Regions from separate parts of the Mus musculus genome. Here region 2 is linked to region 1. The links are chromatin contacts, called in public Hi-C maps. All regions are on one chromosome and are shown on one strand. The core of a region is the stretch at or near the end of the contact, and the rest is flanking DNA. Distances in the headings are between cores, read along the strand shown. Region 1 overlaps Ky (kyphoscoliosis peptidase). Region 2 has its middle 5.2 kb from the start of Gm46151.

Evidence for each region. Hi-C and Micro-C count contacts between places; a contact is called where the count stands out from the background.
Region 2: a Hi-C map of Sertoli cells shows a contact between it and region 1, with 9 times the contacts expected there. The contact joins two enhancer-like sites. A contact is called at or near these places in 1 of 15 datasets of contacts at CTCF or cohesin (embryonic stem cells) and 8 of 484 Hi-C or Micro-C datasets (the HL-1 cell line, LSK cells, Sertoli cells and 3 more).

The regions. Positions count from the first base shown.
Region 1 is chr9:102,541,869-102,546,920 of GRCm38.p6, forward strand. It overlaps Ky (kyphoscoliosis peptidase), which reads left to right. Exons shown (of 11, transcript NM_024291.3): 11 at 18-4,371. The coding sequence ends at 913. Among named protein-coding and RNA genes, the nearest start is that of Gm29387, 15 kb to the right of the region's middle. Within about 2 kb of position 3,058, at least 90 of the 459 cell types and tissues checked have an H3K27ac peak or open chromatin away from gene starts, as enhancers often do. A contact at or near this core is called in Sertoli cells, where this site is marked.
Region 2 is chr9:102,781,234-102,786,257 of GRCm38.p6, forward strand. No RefSeq gene overlaps it. Among named protein-coding and RNA genes, the nearest start is that of Gm46151, 5.2 kb to the left of the region's middle. Within about 2 kb of position 3,243, at least 90 of the 459 cell types and tissues checked have an H3K27ac peak or open chromatin away from gene starts, as enhancers often do. A contact at or near this core is called in Sertoli cells, where this site is marked.

The sequences.
Region 1 (5,052 bases), core at 1,808-4,307:
CAACTTCCTCTCCGCAGTCAATGGGAAAGCCACAATCACCATCGAGAGCCGGGCCCCAACACTGTTCATGTTCATGCTCAATGGCAAGCAGGAGCACGGGCTCCTGAGCCTCAGGAAGAACGGGATGAAGCTGGAGGTGTACCCTCCAACCATGGGCACCCACAAGCTGCAGATCTTCGCCAAGGGCAACTCTGAAATCTACAGCTCGGTGCTAGAATACACACTCAAGTGCAACTATGTAGACTTCTCTGTCCAGCTGCCCAGTGAGCTCCACCAGCCCGTGGGCCCCAGCTGGTTCTCGGAGCAGATGGGCATCACGAAGCCCTCTCACTCTGACCCTATCATTCACACCAGCGATGGCCGCTGCGCCATCAGCTTTAGCGTGGAAGAGGGCGTCAGTGTCCTGGCATCCCTTCATGGCGATGACGGCCCCATCACTGAGGAGACACAGCGGCGCTACATCTTCCAGTTGAACCGAGGGAAGAGGACCGAGCTCAAAGTCCAGCTGCCCCATGCCGGCAAGTTTGCCCTTAAGATCTTTGTGAAGAAGAGGCAGGAACAAGGGAACTTCATCTTTGTCTTCAACTACCTCTTGTGCTGCGCCAACACCAAGGTGAACTGGCCCATGTTCCCTGAGAGCTTTGGCAACTGGGGACAGGACAATGAACTGCTAGAGCCTCTCTCCGGTGTGCTTCCCGCCAACCGCAACATAGCCTTCAAACTAAAGCTGCATGGTATCGCCAAAGCTCTGGTGAAAGGACAGGACACGTGGCCCCTCACTCTTAACCCCGAGGGCTACTGGGAGGGCAGCTGCAACACAGCTGGCTGCCAGGAAGTCTACGTCATGGTGCTAGAGAATGCTAACCACAACTTCTACAGCTACATCCTGAAATACAAAGTGAATGACCAGTGAGGGGCTGCATTTCTTCACGGTCCCCCAGGGTTAAGGCCAGCCCTGCCCAGGGAGGGCCCAAGCTAAGAGCAGAGAGCCCAGGACACCACTAATCTGCATGAAACCACTTCTAGGCCTCTGCTTCAGTCCCCTCTGCCTCAATCTCCCTGCTGTGTCACAGGCACTGAGGAATTTGTGCCGCCAAAGGCTCACTCAATGTGGCTGTGGAAGAAGAGACAGAGGCCAGGGCCCTCTAGAAGAAAAAGGTGCTATGTAAATCCAAGGTATTGTGAAACGTACACCCCTGCCTGTGCCTGCTCTTGTGTTAGGACTTTGTTGCTGTAGAGCTGAATGGGAAAGCGGAGGTGTTGCGGGTGCTGAAAGCTTTCCCCACGATGCCTGCCTGGTGCTTGAGGCTGAATCTATGAGAAAGGTGTGCTCCCCCTGCAAGTAACATGGTGTTTCTCCCCACTACTTCTGGACCCCAGGGAATGTCGGGCCTGCCCATCTTCCACATTCCTAGTGCTCCTATTAGCTACTTCATGCTCTTCAAGAGCTTGCAAAGGGGGTGGGTGTAGAAAGCAAACCAGCTGACCCTCAGCCAACTGGAGGCTGCTGTCTCCTGATGCCTAGCATCTCTGAGATGTGCTAAGGGCAGGAAAGCAGCCGTGTGCACATTCGGATGTCCTGGCTGGGGACCAGGGATGGAGTGGGTTTGCAGGTCCAGCAACCCACATGGAAGGGTGAAGACCCCGATTCTATGTGCCTACCAGAGTTTAGCTGAGGGCCTGGAGATTGCCCCACCCCACCCCCCACCAGCCATCCTCAGGAGCCTCAAATGCCTACATAGCCCACTGGTAGCCTGGCTGATGACCTGGGCCCTGGGCAAGCAGATTAGCCCCAGCAGTTATCAGATACCAGGGATAGTGTCTGATAACAAGATGTTGCTCCTTCCTTACAAGCCAAACCAAGCTGAGGGGACCACCACCTGCCCCCTAGAGAAAGTGTTGGTCTCTGTCTCTGAGGAAAGCCCTATCATAGCCATTTTCCCTCCTGTCTTTCTCTGAGATGACAACCCCTGCCCTGAGTTCAACCTTCCTTCCATTGGGAACAGTTGAGGGCCTCTTACTTGCTCCGGCCTGTCCTAAAAAGCCTGAGCTGCCTAGCTGGCCCTCAGCAGCACCTGAGGCTGGTGTTTCCATGGCAACAGCTGAGGGGGGAAAAGCAGGCTGCTGCAAACAGGGAAGGCCTGAGGAGAGCCCCCCGACAAGAGGTTCCTGCAGTAGCATCCCAGTGCACAGATGTGCTCCAGGAGGGTCCCTACCAAATTTCAGGGTTCTAGGACTCTGCTCACTGTGCCTGTCTCAGGACCACCCCCCCCCCCAATCCCTCACTGCTCTCTAAGGAATGTCCTCAGGCTCAGCTGCCGCCAGAGCCAGCCTGGGATACTCACAGCCTCTACAGTCAAGTCTTTCCTCAGTAAGAGCCCATCAGACTCCTTCGATAAGTGGCTGACCCCTCATGCTAGATCCTGGGACTATAGAGGTGAACACAAAGGACTCAGCCATAGGCACCCGCATCTCTGGGTGGGCAGTCTGCCAAGTGGAACCTATCTGAAGACCTAGGAGCCCAGAACTTCAGCTCTTCATTCCCTTCTGCCCCTTTCCCACAGGTCCCCACTGCTACCCACCTGATACCACATAGCCCCCCTCCACCAGACTGGGTAGCCTCACTTGTGATTAGCATGGCTGCTAGGGGCTGAGCTGCCTTGGCTCATGTCCAGGGTCCTCTGGCAGTCTCAGCCCATCAGCATCTTGTCACTCACGCCTGGAAAACGCACCAAAGTGGGGTGGGGTGGGGTGGGAGGTGGCGTTGTCTCCACTACAAGAAGACGGTGGAGTTTGCACTGCCTGGAAACAGCCTTTCCTCACCCCTTTTATTTTATGAGCAGTAAGAACTGTGCTATGTTTTAACGAAATAGTAAGTGCTTCGGCGGTCCCTGCCACTCGCTAGACACAGCCGCGACAGCCACTGCTAGCCCTGCAGAAAATGATCCCCATGTTTTTTTCAAAACAGCATAATTAATCTATTCTGGAGCTTGTGGAGGATGCTACCCCACAAAACAGGAGCTGTCCTCAGCACCAGAGACCCAGACCGAGCCTCTCCCAGCGGCCCGGGTCAACCACACGCTCCGCCCTCCTCATATAACCAGGTAGTCCCTTTGTCAAGGCAACTGTAGGTGCACTCGGAAAAACGCCTGCGTTTCTTTTTACTGAAGCAAAGATACACGAAACCGAATCCAATCTTCATGAATTTTTACACGCATGCTGCTCAGCCTGAAAATTTGGAGGCTGCGTTTTGAAGGCTTTTTATTCAAATCCCCCTCTTTGTCTGCTGGTCCACGAGTCTCATTGGCCGATCAAATGGCACGAGCGCCCCCTGGTGGATCACGTGCGAAGTTGCCACCGCTGCAAACCCCCAAGCTGGCTCTTTTTATGATGTTTGTTAAAAATCACTAGGTGCTTTCTCGTCCCTTGCGGACAAGTTATGCTGTCTACGGCATCCACATCGTGGATAGTTATCCTCGTGGTTGATATGCCAATGTCAGCGTTGTCTTGCAGACTGTCAGAAGAGCCTGGGGAGACTTCCCTGGCCTGGCGTGGTGAGAAGATAGGATGGGATTAAGAATTGAGCATCTTGCCCAGAAAGCTTTTCCTGAGACAGAAACCCTGGGCACAGGAATGCCTGTCTGGGGTCGCTGTGATCACACTCATTACTATGGCAATGACAGGCTGAAACTGATCAAACTCAGCGTTTTGCCAGGCAGGCCCCAGGATGGGCGCCAGGGTGCAGAAGGATGGGGCGTGGTGAGGCAAAAGGGTGCAATTAAGCTCTTTCAGCTTGCTTCAAAAGTGCCACCAGCTCAGCTGGACTGTTCTCTGTCTGATTGTGAATATTTTGAGTTCTCCATATGTTACATTGTCCCACGAGGACGGACTCCTCCCGGCCCACAGAGATTAAAGAGACGTAAATAGATTAACTGAAGCATGAAGGATTTGAGCTAGATATAAAGAACCATTTCCTGTTGTGAAGCAGGAGGGACACGTTGCCAATAAACTCTCGGCGAAATTCTCAAAGGACTTGAAAAGGAGAAAAGTTCCCGCAGTGGTCCGGCATTTTCTTTGCCGTGCTTACTGAAGCGGTTGGGTTCTCCCTCCGCTAACTCGTAACTCTTAAACAGTACTGGTTGGCCGGCAGTAAACACCAGGTTAATGGTGTGACCATATAGCTCACTGTTGTGGGATTTCAAAGGCCGTTTATCTGAGGTCTGCCATTTCCTTTCATCTGGAGTAAGTAAAGCCGCAGAGGTGACTATTTCTCCCCGTGTGTGCTGAGTAGTGTGGGCCACTGGCTGTTAAAGATGCTGTCCTCACATTGTTGCTGGGGTTCTTTTTCAATAAAATTTATATTCATTTTTATCCAACAATGTAATTATCGATCCATCCTTATCGCTGCTCTTACAAGGAGAAAAAAAAAAAAAAACAACCAAGGGGGGAGGGCAACACTTTCATGTTCAAAGGATGCTTTTAAAAAAAAGAAAAGATCAATGTCCCCGCCATTTGAACGTGATGGGGAGATGCAAATGGGGTGTTGGGCAAATAGCGATTCCACATTAAAGAAAACATAATTAGGTCAGCCCCGGCCCTCCGAGGCTCACGTGCCTTTGAAGAATCCGAAGACCACGCTTCCTTCATTGAATCTTGTTTAACTTGAACATTTTAAAGTCAGCCCAAATTTCTTTTTAGAGTGGGAGAAGAAAAACGTGCCAAAATTTTTCCTGTCAACCTACTTTTGGGGTGCTGAATATATGCTATACGTTTCTTGATATTCACGCACACACTCGAAACTTTCCAGGTTGCCTAAACTGATTACTCGTAAATTAGACATTTAGAGGACTGGAGGAAAAAAGAAAAAAATGAAAATCTAGACACCTCTGAGAAGCTGCTGTAACCATGGAGACCATTCTCATAGCTGTAGTGTGAAGGGCAAAAAGATTTGTGTTCCCAAATCTGAGCTTATCGCATCCCTCATTGCCAGACACAAAAACCCGAGATGTGTTACACTTCATCCTTGGGGTGGGGGTTCACAGAGGAATGCAA
Region 2 (5,024 bases), core at 1,993-4,492, 240 kb after region 1:
CATGTCAACATGGAGACCCATAGTGACAGGGTGGAAAGAGGCCATGAAGCCCTGGGTTTGAGAGTGCAGCCCTGACTCAAGCTTCTCCATCTTTATCCCCATCTACTCTTCTCAGGGTGTCCTGGTGGGTCATCAAACGGACACCAGGGCGATGCTTCAGTGGGATGTGAGGATGCGTGATGTGATAATGACTAAGTCAGACTCAAAAAAAACCACCATTTCTCAACTACTTACCAACCTTGGGCCCTATTCCCAAGAATCTCAGTATTCCTTGGAGGTGACAGTGTGTTAAGACAGAGGCAGGTCCAGGCACAGCTGAGGCACAGATGGGTGTGTTAGAGTCACCTACAGCAGAGAAGAACATTGGGGTGGGGGGAGCGCGGCCTAGAAAGGACTTTAGTGGAATCCTGGGAGATATAGGACCATAGAAGCTTCTCCCAGAAAGGGGGGGGGGATCTTTCTAGAGTCTTCTTTCATACCCTGAGGCCACCATGTCCCTGTGCTAGTATTTTGCTAGAGAATTCCTGTCATTTCTGCTACTCATGTGTCTAGATCAGCTAGCCTGTAAGCCTGTGCTCTAAAGCCACTTTCTGAAGATGGATATGATCAAAGATTCCCTAGGCAAGGGAGTGGTTTCAGGAAAGAATTAGTCTCAGAGTGTTGGCCTCTTCCTCCTGGTAATGCTTCCTTCTGCCCGGAGCCTTCTGCATGTTAACCTTCAGACCTCTGTGTGTCCAGGGGGCTGCATGGAAGGCAATGGGCAGGGCCCAGTCTCATAAGCAGGGTGAGTCTCCTTCTGCACAGCTCCACTCCATCGGCCCTTACCTTTCCTAATTAGGTGGATGTCTGGCCTCCTTGTGCTTAGAATGAATAGAAAATTACCTGGCTTGACTAATTTCATAGGAAAAATAAGGCCTTGTAAAAAGCCATTTGGTGTATATTGTTTTGTCTGCATGTATATCTGTGCACCACATGTGTGCCTGGTCCCATCAGAGGCCCAAGGACTGAAGATACAAATGGATATGAGCTGCCAGGTAGGTGCTGGGAATCAAACTTGGGTCCTCTGGAAGAGGAGCCTGTGCTCCTAACTGCTGAGCCATCTCCCCAGCTCCCAGATAAGAAGCTGTTTACAAGTTTTTCTTCTGGTTCTATTCTTTATTTCTTTCACATTTATTGGCTTATTTTGTGTGCATGCGTGTGTGCCTGCATGTGTGTGCTTGACGTGGCATTGTGTGGAGGTCAGAGGGCACCTGTAGGGAGCTGGTTCTCTTCTACCATGTGAGTCCCAAGGATCCAACTCCTCGGGTCATTAGGCTTGGTGGCAAGTGACATTAATCACTGAACCATCTTACTGGTCTTTCGTTATTCTACATACTTTAGATGGAGTCCTTAACTCCTGATTCTTCTTCCTCCCAAGGGCTGGAATTACAGGCACGCACCATTCCATCCGGTTAATCTTGGAGATTCAGCCTGGAGCTTCCTGCGTGGTAGGCAAATGAACTCACTGAGACGAACTTTGTCTTTGCAAAGTTTTAAAATTTATCTTGTAATGTTTGGAGTTGGGGGAGATGGACTGGGTTTGTCGATGTGCCTCCTGGTCCCACTCAGAGATTCTGAGTCAGGCAGTCTTGAGTAGGGTCCAGGACTCTGCATATTTTGAGACTCATCCCCAAGTAATCCTGCTGCTGCTAGCTTGGACAGGAATGATAAAGGTGAGTTTGCATTCCTTCTCAGCAAATCCACCCAGTGTGAACTTCTCCTTTGTCAAGACTTGGACAAATCCCACAAGATTACTTTTTAAATCCGCTGTCCCTAAAAAAAGAATTTCACGGAGGAATGTAGTTTGGAGGAAGGCCCTCCCACTGAACAGGGATAGGAAGTGCACGGTAAACTAGGGTAGAGCTGGAAAAGCCCCACCAAGCAAGCCGAAGAACATGCTCGGGTGAACACGCTCGGGTGAACATGTGTCGACTCCTTTTCTTCAAGCCTCTTCCTTTCTGTACCAGGTGCCAGACGGTCCCGAGGCAGAACAAAGCCACAGAAGACAGCTGATATGAAAGGCTTTAGCCTTCATAGAACCAAAGTCCCCTTGGGTCATGGTTCGAGTGTCTGTACCTTGACTGCCAGGAACAGTCTTCAGAGTCCAGTTACCCGGGTCCTTGGCCCCAGACAAACTCCAAGAGTTGATAAGATAGGAAGGTCGTCTTCTTGGCTGTGGCACACACTTCCTCAGCCCTGGCCTGATTTTGCTTGCATCCCCGCTGTGACATGAGCAAGCACGCATGTCACATGTCACGAGCTGCTGTTAAGGTCAAGGCTCGGGGACCTTTGATATTACCTCAAGCTCATCAGAAATGAGAGACCTGCTATTGTTTCAAAAGGTTTGACAAGCTTGAATTTGGATGGTACACCTTGTCAGCACTGTCCTCGGTTCAGTGTCATTGCGTAGCTGAGAGGTCGGACAGGCACGGGAGTGATATCTTAGGCATTTTTCCAAGCTCGAATGCAGGTACTGGCGACACTGCATTCGGGCCCTCATTTCTGAAGATGCTTAAACACCCCTCCCCCACTTCCTTCCGTGAGGACTCCTTTAGTTACTTTGTGACACCCAGTCCTTCCAGTAAGTAGAAAGGGTGTATGCAATAGAATTCTGGTTACAGGGAGGTGACTCCACCGTCCTTCCACGCTCACTATATAGCATGCACTCTGCTGACCTTGTGACACAGGACCTCAGAAAGCATCAGTGCCAGTCTGGATAGCAAAGGTGTTTTGTTTTTTGAGACGGGGGTGGGGGGGGTGGGGTGGGGGGTGTGCCTCTCACATTTCTATCTCTAAAACTAACACAGTAAATACGTAAGTAAATGTTATACAATGTTCTTTCTCTTGCCCTTAACAGATCATTTTGCATACCCCCCAATTTGGAGATCATTGACATGGCTGGAATCTTCCTAGCCAAGGACACACATCTCTGAGAGCCCGCATTTCTCTCTCAAGAAGGGAACACACACACACACACACACACACACACACACACACACGTATTTAAAAAAAAACCAAAAACAAACAAACAAACAAAACACCTCAAAACCATTTGAGTAGGTCTCTACAACACAAAGAAACTCTGTCCTAGGAGAAAAAGTCGTGCTTCTACTTCTGGATCTGGGAAGCCACACTCCCATTATTCTGGGTCGGGTAGGTCCCAGACTGGGGGAAGGGAAGGTGGAGAGGGCACCAGGGCGTCTGAATTTGTGGAATTCCTTTGGACTCACTGGCAGTTCTCAAACTGCGTTCCTGGAGGGATAGTGGCTGTGTTGTTGGCCTGAGCATGGGGAAACAGCGGCCCCTGGTGGTGAAGTTATGAAATGCTCTCCAGGCACCGATTAGTAAGTCTTGAGTTTGTCTGGGGCCAAGTAAGTCTTAGTAAGGCTATCACGAGACATCTTGTCCTTCCAAACTCTGTAAGCACTTTCAGAGAGGCTCAAATGTCCTGAAAGATTAAAAAATGAGGGAACCATTTGTTGCTGTGCTCCCCGGTGGCTATCCTCGTAGCCTTGAGAGGTGTCGGAGCTTTTGAGGTTACTAATGTCAGCTACTCTGTGCCAGGAAGTGTTCACACAATCAGGCTGGAAGGTGTCCATGGTGAGGCTAGGGGCTCCTGCCAGCTTGAAGCCCCTCCTCCTCATGCCCCCTTCCTCCCTAGGGATTCTTTGCTCCCCCACCCATTGCCTCTCACCCTCTCATTTAGCTGAGCTGGTTTCTTGTTTTTGTAATAGTGGGTCTTGAACCCAAGTCCTCACACATGTTAGGCGAGCACTCTGGCATTGAGCTATGCCTCCTGCCCCCCCCCCCAAACTCACATTTAGCTTGCTTATCTCTCCACTAAAGCAGAAACCATCAGGACTCACATAGCCTTGCACTGAAATACAAGAGGACTACATAATTGCTCCTGCTTGGTTTCTGTTTTTTTGGTAGCTTGGAAGACAAACCCGCTACACTGTGACCATTTTCTTTTGGAAAGGTCTGATGTAGCCATTCCGCTCCGGCATGGACTGGGGTAGAGAATAGGCAAAGAACCACCCATTCCAAAAAAAGAAAACATGATTTCCAAAGAAATGCCCTGAAGCCAATTGATCTCCAAAGCCCATCTCCTTGGATGCTTGTGAATGCTTTTCCTTTTAGGGTTAGAGGACTGAAAACGGCTCACCCTTTCCCTGCCTTTTTCCTCCCAGGGACATGAGGACTGTCTCTCTTGGCTCCGACCTTTCAGGGAGGAGAGACGCAAAGGCTGTGGTAAACCCATGGACAAAGGATTTTTATGAGCTCAAAGGTGTTTCCAATTTCTTTTCTTCTTATTTTTTTAAGATTTATTTATTATTATACATAAGTACACTGTAGCTGTCTTCAGACGAGCCAGAAGAGGGCATCAGATCTCATCATGGGTAGTTGTGAGCCACCATGTGGTTGCTGGGATTTGAACTCAGGACCTTTGGAAGAACAGTCAATGCTCTTAACCACTGAACCATCTTGCCAACCCTCCAATTTCTTTTAGACTAGACATTAAACACCATTAACTCCAGGACAAGTGCAGGTACAGACACCATAATGGGCTAGTGATTCCACTAAGTATGTCATGTATTTATGTTGAAAAAAAAGGGGGGGGATAATTTGGCTTAGCGGTGGTGGTGGCCTTTAATGCCAGCACTTTGGAGGTAGAGGCAGGCAGATCTCTGTGAGTTCAAGGCCAGCTTGGTCTACAGAGGGAATTGCAGGATAGCCAGGCCTACACTAAGAAACAGAACCATCCCACTCCACCCCCAAAAGAAAAAAGTGTAATAGTTTAGCCAAAACTTGGAGACAAAACTATCCCAGTAGGACCAAGGGACCAGCCGTGAGATAAGGAAGAGGTGTGAATGCTAACTCTTTCCCTCTTTCTTCCTTTCTTTTTAAAGATTTATTCATTTACTTTATGCATATAGGTGCTCTATCTGCTTGTACACTTGCATACCAGAAGAGGGCATCGAGAT